Regions from separate parts of the Gasterosteus aculeatus genome. Here region 2 is linked to region 1. A link is a contact called in public Hi-C data. All regions are on one chromosome and are shown on one strand. The core of a region is the stretch at or near the end of the contact, and the rest is flanking DNA. Distances in the headings are between cores, read along the strand shown. Region 1 has its middle 9.9 kb from the start of LOC120818491. Region 2 overlaps tenm1 (teneurin transmembrane protein 1).

Region 1 (5,982 bases), core at 1,436-3,935:
TGGTAATCAACGTCGACGTTTATAATCTTGTGGTGCCAAAGATAATCCATACCCCCCCCCCCGTGTTTCATTATGGTATCTATCAACTATATATTCCTAACCTTTGGCGCATGACTTGTGTTTGATGCAAGTCTGTCTCCTGTTTGCAGACAATGAATATCCTGTTGAATTATTTTACGTTGTTGAGTGAGTATTTTTAACAGTGTAACAGCGGTGCATTATCAATCCCGATGAGAAGACGGCAACACTTCATCTAACCCGACTGAAAAATGCCATCTCTCCTACTTGGACCTTGCCACGTGGTTGAAGGCAAAGCTCCATGTTTGTGTCGTCTCTGCACTTGTTGTCCCTAAAGCAACGTGTTCCTCGAGGTGTTATATCATTATTGTTTAATATTAAGCTGAAACAAGTCCACTAATATTTACCCTTTATGCACTCGCGCTACCTAACTTTGACTCCTCCAACTGAATGGCCTTTTAGAGTGCGATGAAAACCTCACGCTGTTTCAAAGTGTACAGTATATACCATAAGAAATACTGAGTCCTATATTTCAAGCTCTAACAGCATTTACCTCCTGGCAAAGACCCGACTCCAACACTGAGACACAGACCAGTGGAGGAGAATTGTTCCTCCTCTCGCTCTTAATACTGATAATAAAACATGCACACTTATGGACTTGAATATGTGTAGATATCACACGGCCATTTCCTCTTCCTTTATTCATTCTTATTTTTAATCCATGTCCTTGTTACTTCCGTTGTGCATATATATTCATGGGTATGTGTTGTACACATTGTCTCTGTGCTTATTTACGCTGCATAATGGGAAAAGAGCCAGGGACATTACAATTACAATTGTTATTTCCATAAAAACAATCTCTGTGTATTTACACACCAGAAGGACACATCTAATTGAATCGATTTCCGTTGCAGATGACGGATTCACCTTCTGTCATGGTGGAGGTCTGATTTCCATGGCGTGAAAATGTGGTTTTATTTCCTGGCTTATCTCTGCTACCTCTGCCTCATCTGCTCTTGGTTCCCTCAGCATTACACTCTCTCTCTCTCTCTCTCTCTCTCTCTCTCTCTCTCTCTCTCTCTCTCTCTCTCTCTCTCTCTCTCTCTCTCTCTCTCTCTCCCACATCTTTCTCTCTCCGACTTTTTCACTAACATTACCACCAGCAGAGAAATGATGGTAATTGGCCATTTCGGGCTCGGGCGGCTGCTAACATGAAAGCGAAAGTGGCTTCATCTTGGACTACTGGGCTCTCACCTCTTCAACAGTTTTCCCTCTAATAACCAGAATACCTTCTTTTCCATGGTGCACTCTCAATGAGTACGCATGAATAAATGAATGTGCACCCTGGTAAATTGGATAAACACATATGGGACACACAACGTCACCCTGATTTCACCCCGTCTCGACTGATTGCAAGTTAGAGCTGAGATAGACGAAGGTCTCCCGTATAACCAACCTCTTATCTTGCCTCTGATGGCCTTTAAGCAAGGATGATGTGCTTGGCCGGATGATAAATGAGAAAAGTTCCACTTAGGTTGCAGCTTTTATATTTAAACCAAACCACGAATTGCATCAACTGGGCCTTGTGGAATTCTATGGAATCATGTTTTCTTCCTCTTCTTCTTTTTCTTCTTCTTCTTCTTCCTTTGCTTGACCAGGCCTCTCCCCAAATGTGCAAAGCAAACGAAATCATCTCCCGGTGATGCAGTGAAAAATCATGAAATTGAGTACAGAGGGATCCCTCTATTCTGCAGCATCCCGCAGCCTGGTACCTTGTAACAGAGATCCAATCGATGCCTGTAGCTTTAATCGCATCTAACTTGAATGCCAGCCACATCTCCAAGGTCTAATTCTTTACTTTCACACCAAATTACTTTTCAGCCCGAGGCACATATTCCTCTAAAAAGTGTATCTGCGGTCACAGCTCCGGCAGTATGACCATGGTCCATTGATTGACAAGCAGCTAAAGGCTGAATTCCAATGGAGTTACTGCACATGTAACTACACCTTCATTACAGCGAGAGCAGCCCAAAGACTCCCTCAGTCATTAATACTGCCTCAATTTGGACCAGTGCAGAGCCCAATCACGTCTCTTTATTACGTTTGATAGCAGTTTCTTATTGAGCTGATCTAACAACAACCGCTGATTCAATGAGAGAGCTTCCAGAACCTTCCTGGTAGTCTATTCAAATCCTTATAGCAAATCCAGTCAATTTTATTTCATCATTTTAGATCAACTCCTCTGGTTTCTCACTATCAGTCAGATTCCCTTGAAACCTGTATTTGCCTGTGTGGTATTACTCCTGAAATAGACAATATTCTCCAATGTACGCTAGATCTAATTTCTAATATTAAAGGATTGTCTCGTATTCCACAGTTCTACTGAGAAAAGATGTATGCGTGACGTCCAGGGAAAGAGCCGGAGTGCCATCGTGTGGCAGAAGCCCTTTGCTGCAGATTGGATGCACAGGAACTCTAATGCACAACTTATAGTATACAAGTGGAGTGGCTCCATGTTTCAGCCTACTTCACCGAAATGTGTGGATTTTGTATTTAAAGACACGTGTCTAATTTGACGTGTGAAAGAAGCGGACAATTTTTACACCCTGCTTGTAAGTAAAATAAGTGAACAGTTTTGGCTGGTTCCTCTAGATGTCTCTCTTTACTCAAGTGTATCTCTGCTTCTAGATATTTAACAGCCTCTACACGCAGTTACATCACCCAGAGAGGATCTCAGTGTGCGTGCGTGTGTTTTAAGGGGTGGTGGGTTGTTGAGATTTATTCATGTCATGAAACAAACCATGCATAACACACTTAGCCAGAAAGAAAAAAAAACAAAGCTGACACAAAAAACTACTTGGAAACACAGAAAAAATACATTTAGAAAGAAATTAAACAAGTAGACATGCGTGACCATTAAAAACAAATAACTATAGAGGATGCCTGAAAGTAAAGCCATCTATGATGTTAGGATATGATAGTGAAAATATTTCATAATGCTGCAATTAATGCTGAGGTTTCCAAAATGTCCACGTCCCTCCCTCGTTTGCTCCCCTCTCTGTGTGATAAGACAGGATATGCAGGAAGGGAACGGAAAGCTCGCCGGGCATTTCTCTCCGCCTCTAACTAGGACACAGTAAAGGAGCTGTAGCAGAGGACAGAGGGACACAGAAGGAAGGAGGGATCACATCCAGCTAAAATTGATGGGCCTAATAATGTGTTATTGCCTCGGTTATAAACGGGGCAACCCAGGTCGCTTTTTACACAGCCTAACCGGGGCAGAGAACACTGACCAGGGACAAGGAGGGGTTCAGAGGTCAATGTTCATCAAGTAGATTAAAAAAAGACAGTTTAATAGAACGTTCCTAACGGCAAGGAATGCTGGTTTACTATCAATCACACTATTCATTATTTACTCTCTCTCCTTTGATCTCACACCGTTTAATCTGTTGCTGACACATTGTGATGAGATCACACACAATGATGCTCAATGTTTCTCGCTCGTCTTCCGAGTTAAATACTTCTTCTCTGCTGCATGCGATCCCTTCCCTCCGGCACGCCGTCCCATGGGTTTCTTTCCCCAATCAGAAGCATTGCTTTCCGGAGAAGTGGGAGATGAACGGAAAAGGGTGTTTTGTATGCCGGGCTGCTTTCCTCTCGCTGCATGCTGACCCACAAACACAGCCAAGTGGAGACAGAACTGGGGTGATAAACATCTGCCTGATCACACTTTTCACTGCAGCATTTGTTCTTACGAAAGCTATGAAGAAACGCCTCATTAAAATTCTAGCACATGAATGCTCTTAATTTCATCCTTCCGGAGTCTTGATTCTGATTTGAATTCCTAAAAAATCTGCGGTTTCCTCCCTTGCCCTCCAACAGGAAGTAGAACTGTGGTTGTCTTCCGCTCGTCTTGTATAATGAAACCCGCCTTCCTGTTTTCAGATTCATCCTGATAATGGCCGAAAAGTCCCAAGCTAAAAGCTACTCACACACACACACACACACACACACACACACACACACTCTGGCCTCTGTCCCCTCCATCCCTCTCTTTCCTCTCTCCCTCTCCGACGGGCATGTGGAGCGGATAACAAAATGTATGGCCGAGTTAAAACAACTTCAATTTTTACTGCTTTTACGTTTTTTTTGCCGCTGTGCGACGCTCACCTATAATATTCTTTCAATCTTTATATCGGGGCTGTCGAGTTTTCAAGAAAAACGGTCCAGGGGGGCGGGTATCAGGATCGTCAGGGATCCGAACTTGGGTCTCCATGTAGCAGGCGGATTGCCTTCCACTGTGCTACGAGTGATTGTGACTCAGGTGCAGAGAAAGAGAGGGCAGAGTTGTTTGTGGCGAATCAAACAAGATTTCTTTACTTGAAAAGAGCAGGATGATTCCATAGTAACTCAAAAAACATTTCTAGACAACTAAAAACAAGGTCTGGGCATTTAACAAGGTAACTAAGGGTGTCCCAATAAAGAGGCAACAAAATATCTCAAAAACCAAAAACGATTAACAGAGGTAGAGCATTTAGAATCTCACGTGGCTAGGCTCCAGGTGGGAAGTTCCAAGACTCTGCAAACACAAATAAACTCAGGTGGCCTTTTAAAGGCTAGAAAACAAGGCACAGGTGAACACAATGAAAACAATACCACAACAACACTGAGGATTCCCCATGGTCTTTCAGGGTACTGCAGTCCAAAAACCCTGACAAGACCCCCCTCCTTATGAACGTCTCCTGACGTTCCCTCGAGGGTGATCTGGATGACTTTGGTGGAAGGTCCTGATGAGGGTTGGATCGAGTACAAGCCGGGAAGGAACCCAGGACCGTTCTTCCGGACCATAGCCCTTCCAGTCCACCAGATATTGCAGGCCCCTCCCCACCCGGCGACAGTCCATTAGACGTTGGACCGTATAAGCTGGACCGCCGTCGATGATCCTGGTGGTAGGAGGGGTCATAGCTGGATGGACCAGTGGGCTCGTGGCAACTGGGCGTAGCCGGGAGACATGGAAGGTTGGGTTGATCCGCATGGACCGGGGGAGTTAGAGGCGATAGGCTAATGGATTAACCTTCCTCACAACCTTGAAGGGCCCCACAAACCGCTGAGCTAGCTTGCAGGACTCCACCCGCAGAGGAAGGTCTCGCGTTGATAGGTAGGCGCTCTGTCCTGGACGTAGAGGGGGAGCAGGTCTGCTCTTACTTATGGCGCAGACCGAGCAGGCCGCAACAAAAGTTCAAAATGTTCATTCCCGGCCACCAGAACCCCCTGTTGATGAACTCCAGAGTCCTGCCCATTCCTGGAGGGCCGGTCAGACGCAAAGAGTGCCTCCACTGCAGAACCTAGGTCCGGTTGGAGGGTCCATACCCGGGATCTGGCTCTCTCTTCTGGGCTTGGCGCACCAATGTCTCAACTCCCCATCGGACCGGAGCTACAATCCTCTAGCATGGGAGGATGGACGCTGGAACTCTTTCAACCCCTGGTCTGTGAAACAGTCTAGAGAGTGCATCGGCCTTTTGGTTCTTCAAACCAGGGCGGAAGGACAAAATCAAATCAATTAATCTATTAAAAAAAGAGCCCACCTTGCCTGCCTAGGGTTGAGACATTTGGCCCTCTGAATGTACTCCAGATTTTTGTGGTCCGTCCAAACCACAAAAGGGTGCTGGGCCCCTTCTAGCCAGTGGCGCCATTCCTCCAAGGCCATCTTAATAGCCAGAAGCTCACGATCCCCCACAACATCTCTGCTGCTGGAGACCACTTAAAGGAGCCAGACTTCTTCCTTGTGAGATCGGTCATAGGGCCGACAACAGAACTGAAGTTTCTGATGAACCGTTGCACCTCTTGGACAGAGGATGGTTGGGGCCCATCCCGAACAACTTGAGTCTTCTTGGGATCTGTGAGAAGACTCCCCTTGGACAGGATGAAGCCCAAAAAGGACACCTCAGAGACGTGGAACATTTT
Region 2 (5,982 bases), core at 2,110-4,609, 220 kb before region 1:
TCCCCACCATGCCTACGAGTACTAAAATGCTGAATGCACTCCCCCAACTTTCACCAATCAGATCGGTGGTGTCTGACATAGTGTGATGATAATAAACGTGACCTTTAATCAGTCTCCACATTAGCCTAATCACGAGTCATTTGCAAGGACAGCTGGGTGTGTGGCACGTTCTGTGTCCGCCCGGCACGGGGCTGTGTGATGGGGCTTTTACATTTTGGAGAATTAGCTTTAATTATACCACCTTCATCAAGCCAATCAGCATTGTGTTGTCATACGGCTTGCTGCCGATAGTTTCATCAAATTCGACTGGCAGCATCGCCTACTTCACCTCTTCCAGACTGCGCTGCCTCCTCAAATCAACCGACGAAACCAGCAGGAGGTCCAGTTCCTGCAAGCGTACCTGTAGATGACGCTGCGTCCTGTTCCCAAGTACTGGGTCCTCAGCAGCCGCCCGTCCAAGGTGTAGTCCTGCATGAAGGAGGACTGGCTGTCCGCAGGAGTGTATATGTTCCTGTAGTAGCCGATGGATAGGAGCGACTGCAGGGAGTGTTTCACCATGCTGGGCATCGTCACGGCGACCAGACGGTCCGATTGGTCGTACTCGAAGACGTAGCGCCGCTGGCTATGCAGAAGCAACATAATGGACTGCGGGGACACAGACGGATGCAAGGCCGAGTTATAATCCTGCAGCTCTGTGCAGGGATGTGTCTTTTCTTTCTTTGTCTGATACATTTATTTTTTATTTTAATGTGGTGAAACCAAACCAGGTGAAACCTGGGTTTTAGTTCTCCATTCATTGTTCAGTTAAGGCAAGACAACACAAAAGTAGAGTTTGCACTATTGCTTCAGACCAGCTAAAGAGAGTCAGGGTTTTGATGTTTATTTTACTACAATCTTTCTACGTGAGTCTATACATATCTCCTAAATTCACCAAATGTTAGCATTAGATATGGCACATTTTCATTTTTTATGTTAAATCTCTCTCTCTCTATATATATATATACATACTATATATTTTATATTTTAAAATAGTGGGGAAGTTTCATTTCAATATCCATTTGTCAAAGTCATGTTTACCCTATTTACCGATAGGTTGTCCACTTAATTATTACACTAAATCCCCATAACTGGAGCTTTTGGTTTTTCAGAAATTTAGTTTAGTGTTGAATTTTTATTTAATTTTCCGGGAAGCTTGATTAAAAATCTTTGCCTGCAGACCTAAAAAAATATTTAACTGTGAGGTATAATATTAATGTATTAATAATATATGTTGGAATTACGAATTTCAAGATGGTTCTGTAATATAAACTCATTTGCGCAAGCAGACATGAAATACATTTCAGGCTAAATATAATTTAATTAAATAATTCAATTAATCTTAAGCACGGAAAGTATATCTGCAGGTAGCTGTGAACACATTTGAAGGAAGACACAATACCAGAGCTGTTTTCACACACACTCACACCACACATCCAACGCTCACGCTCCAACGCAAAAAAAAAAACGACCTCGGTCCGAGCCGCGTTGGTTCCTCTTCAACCTCGACGGAAGGTGGAGCCCCCGTCGGTTGTAGCACCCCCCCCGTATCGTATTTAAAAGTTGCCAGCTCTGCAGTACCTCTGTGTTGTACGTTGTATCTTGTACAACATGTCTAACCGTTTGCCAGTAGAACCCACTTTCAGGAAACCACTCGTTTCTTTTCTTTTCAACTTACAGAGCCGGTGAACTCATTTCAGTTACGTAATTCATCACAATGAATATCTTGGCTGCCTGTAAGGCTCTCAAAGCCATGGTGCTGTTGCTTAGTGCAGCTTTAAGTGCACACTGATTTAAAAAGTCTGGATAAGTGAACTCAGACATAATCTTCACTCGGCAAATTGATTTTCAAAGTTGAATAAAACGAATGCAACCTAGAGGCTCCCTCAAAGGAAGGAATACATTTATAGATTTTTCAGTATAGCGCTGTAAATTATTTTAAATTGTGTTTTCAATTTGTAGCTTCTCATTTCAAACAACACAAGGGCCTCTCACAGTTTTGGTTTTGGTTTTGCTTACCACTAAAATCACCTTGAAGCACAAAGGAAGAGCAACCGTGTGAGAGTTTTGCAAAAATCAAAAGAAAAAAGCCATCAAAGAAAATATGACTAACGCTGTCTCCCCCACCCCTCCCGCCACACATAATCATATGCTTTCCACGTGTGCGGGTCTCACTTTATCAGCGTATGTGTAGCTCCAGATCTTGCCGTTGACCCAGGCCCTGGACACCACCCTGTCGTTCTCATACTCCAGCCGCTCGGACCAGTCTCCGCGGTGAATGGATGACAACAGGCCTCCAGCAGAGTAGCTGATGTTCACTTCGGTGTACTTGCTACTGGGGGACCAGACCACGGGCCGGCCCAGCGAGTCATACTGGATGTGAAGTGTGAACTTCCTGTGATCGTCGTAGATCTTCCCTACTCTGGTGCTCTGATCAAAGTCTATGGACAGCAGGTTCCTGTTGTGTGCCTGAAAGGAGAGCATTGAAATATCAGCTAAAGGTTGAACAAAATAGAACTTATTTTTTTCATTTTACTGCTTTAAAATCACCATAGATATGTAAATATGCCCGCGGACAAGCAATTATGAATAAAGTGGTATGTCGGAGACATATTTCATTAGTTTGGATAAATGAATTGGGACATTTAGAACCAACTGGACCTGCATAACAACAATAAATCAAGTCAAGGAATGAGGCTTGGGCATTGCTGTTTAATGAATATAATGAAATATGAAATATGAGGGGTGTACTTTTTGTTCCAAGGAAAAAGAGAAGAGGAGTTGCAGTTGGGGTGTGTGATTTGTGGAAAGTACAACGAACGGGTTGTGAGTCATCTCACTCTCAGCGACACCATTAGTCTCGCAAAGCATCTAACACCTTGTGTAACAGCAAGCTGGGGCGTTGTTCAAACGGCTCTACAGATTGGAAGGCTCGCTGAGTAGATTTCACTGAGAAATGTCATATCTTGGTCAGATGTCAGATTGCGACAACTTTTGGTAAACTCTGTGTACTTCAAAGATGCGTGATGATGTTGGACGATTCCCACCAGTTTCCATATAATGCTGCTGGTGTTTACTGGTTACCACAATGGTTTAATACAGGCTGTCTTTTTGTAGTAATGAATTTAGGGAACTGGAGTCTCTATATTATCCAATTTAGCTGAACAATAAGCGGGTGATTTAGTGGTTTACCCTGAGCCTCCGTTCATAGGTGCTGTAGTTAGTCTTGCTCTGCTCCTTCCTCTGCCTCCACTCTATCAGGCTGGGGGCGTGGTCTCCCGGCAGGCTGATGTTACAGCGGCTGGCCGTGGGACTGACTCCTCCCCCAGTGCCTCCGGGGAGGAGGGGCTCCGTGATGAGTGACAGCTCCATCCCGCTCGCCAGCGTAACAAGGAAGGACCCGTCGGCGCTGACTCTGTACGAACTCTGAGCGTGGTCTGGAGGTGTTGGGACGGTTACACACACGTAGAGAGATGCACAAACACAGAACACAAGGGTGTGCAAAACCACATACGCACACATATGATGCACCAACATATGAAAAAAAGTGTGAAAAAACATTGTCTGTGTTATTGTCTATGCAAAACAACTAAGAAACACGGTGTTGAGCTACAGAAGCTGACTACATAATTGTTATGAATACAAGTCTGGCTTTTTCCACTGGGGTTCTGAATTAACGGCTGATGTTGTTTTCTCAACAACATCAGTGTACTGTAACCTCTATTCCATCTTTGGATGGATGTCACCTGTTCAAAAGGAGACCATGTGAAAGAAAGACCGAAAGAGTGAGAGTGCGATGAAAAAAAAAGAGGAGACGGTCAGATGGGCAGGGCCCGTGTTTTCACAAGGCGCAAAACTATTCTCAGAAATTGGGCTTTGGGTTTAACAGTTTTCTAAATACAATTTTACCAAGAAGTAACATATGCCTGCATAGCTGCCTTATGCCTCTGCTCATTTCCAATTAACAATAAAATTTTTTCAATGAAATGAAGAAAGAAATAGCAAAAATTATCGTAAAAATGTAGTTTTAGAGGCAGGGCAAGACAGTGAGTTTCTGGGGGGTGAAAGTAAAAAGGGGCAGGGGGTGGCACTCTCCAAAATAGGGGGCTATTTCAGTTCTTCCCTGGCAGCTCTGTCATACTCTGCACATGCCTGCGTTTGTGCATGTGCGCTCTGTGTGTGTCGGAGCAGCTTTTCGCTCCCTGCAGTCCTGTCATTGTGACAACTGCTGGAAAGCAATTAAAGGGATGACATGAGAGGAAACTGCTCCCATGAGCGGCTTCTCCACTCCACTCTCATTTTCTCCTCTTCTCATCTCTGCCCTCTCTTCCGTTTTTTTGTTTTTTTTTCATCCTAAGACCATTAATGCGTTTCACAAGTCAGTCTGGTCTGCATCTTTTTTGAAAATAATATACATAAACTGTATGTATATATGTATTATACTTTTACTTTCCATTAGTGCGGTCATGTAACAAAGTCATATGGTTGCCGAATTTTCTATAGAAAGGAAAAATCCTTTTCCCAAATGCTGTGACTCTCTCACTCACTGTGACTCTCTCGCTCACTAATCAGAAGGATTATATAAAATAAACTACTACAAAAACGCAGGTCAGTGGGTTTGACCAGCCCAGAATACCAGTCATGTTACTGCAGTTTGCCAGGCATGCATTTTTAAACATGGCTGAGCCCTCATAGTCTCCCACCGTCTCACACATCTGTGTATGTAGCCCCCCGGGGGTTGAGTCAAAAGCGGCCTTTCGACAAGTTGGTGGTAAGCTCGATGGGGGTGGATGCGTTGTGACGAGGCTATGATCTTTCCTATGAGGCAAGTCGGTCTTCCTTCAGCTTACCAACAACCCAACCGACCTCGGTCGCGTGTGAACAAACACTTGATGACGCCTTACCTTGTCTGAAGGTGTAGATGGTGTCGCTGGCAGACAGGTTGGTGCTGGTGACAAAGTTCTCTCGGGTGGACGCGTCGACCTCCACCCGAGACCAACGTTCAAGGTTGCCGTGGAAACCGCTCACCACACCCGTGGGGAGGGTGATGTTGGTCACGCGGCCCTCACTGTTGTACCTTGGAGAGGAAACACAAAGAGGATGATGCACAATCGCTAACCTGCAAAAACACACACACACACACACACACACACACACAGATGAGTTTGTCTCTTCGGCAAATAGCACTCGCACAAGCCAATAAACGCACGTATGCATACGCACTATCCCTCCGTTTCTCCTGTCGTGCACAAACATCGCCACAGAGTAACTGTCAACTGTGATTTATATGTGTAATTATCCAGTTGTGGAACTTGAGACAGAGGCTCGGTCCGCGGTGAATGATGTAGACGGATGTGTTTTTGTGTGTACTATACGCGTGATAGTAAACATGTGTGTGATTAAAGGGTTGCGAAGACGTCCTTCAGATAATCAGTCACTAAAGCAAAATTTAGACAGAAAAGTCCCCCCGTTTACTACAGTGATGGTCAGCCACCAGATGGCACTCACATTTCACACCGCAAACGGAAGCTCTGACTCGCATTAAACACACACACACATGATTGCAATTCCAAGTCTGCGCATACACAGTGAGGATGCCAACCACGAATAAAAGAAAAAGTGAAAGAAGAATAGATTGAGAGAGCAAAAAAAAAAAACTTACTCATAAACAGTGGTCCAACTGTTCTCATCACTCTTGGTTGCTAGGAGACCTGTGTTACCATGGTAAGTGATGTGGGCGATGTCATGGCCTTGAGCTGACACCTTCCTCAGTGTTCCACTGTTGCTAAGAGACAGCCAGTACACCTGTCCACCAGGTAGTGCCAGCCAGAGAGGCACTCCACGAGCGTCCCTCCTCACCTGCAGGCCGCGGCCGTCGCGACTCGTCAGTCCGGACAGCTGGCCGTCCGAGACGTAGGAGAAGTTGTACAGGTAGTGGCCGGTGAT

What was found. A called contact is a pair of places that touch in the nucleus more often than the background predicts.
Region 2: a contact with region 1 is called in a Hi-C map of skeletal muscle, with 2.7 times the contacts expected there. The contact joins two enhancer-like sites. A contact is called at or near these places in 2 of 6 Hi-C or Micro-C datasets (both in skeletal muscle).

Annotation. Positions count from the first base shown.
Region 1 is chr4:15,540,749-15,546,730 of fGasAcu3.hap1.1, reverse strand. No RefSeq gene overlaps it. Among protein-coding and RNA genes, the nearest start is that of LOC120818491, 9.9 kb to the right of the region's middle. Within about 2 kb of position 2,685, at least 4 of the 9 cell types and tissues checked have open chromatin away from gene starts, as enhancers often do.
Region 2 is chr4:15,756,493-15,762,474 of fGasAcu3.hap1.1, reverse strand. tenm1 (teneurin transmembrane protein 1) reads right to left here. Exons shown (of 38, transcript XM_078101485.1): 28 at 5,699-5,982; 29 at 4,941-5,113; 30 at 3,229-3,473; 31 at 2,212-2,505; 32 at 401-645. Among protein-coding and RNA genes, the nearest start is that of sh2d1ab, 15 kb to the left of the region's middle. Within about 2 kb of position 3,359, at least 4 of the 9 cell types and tissues checked have open chromatin away from gene starts, as enhancers often do.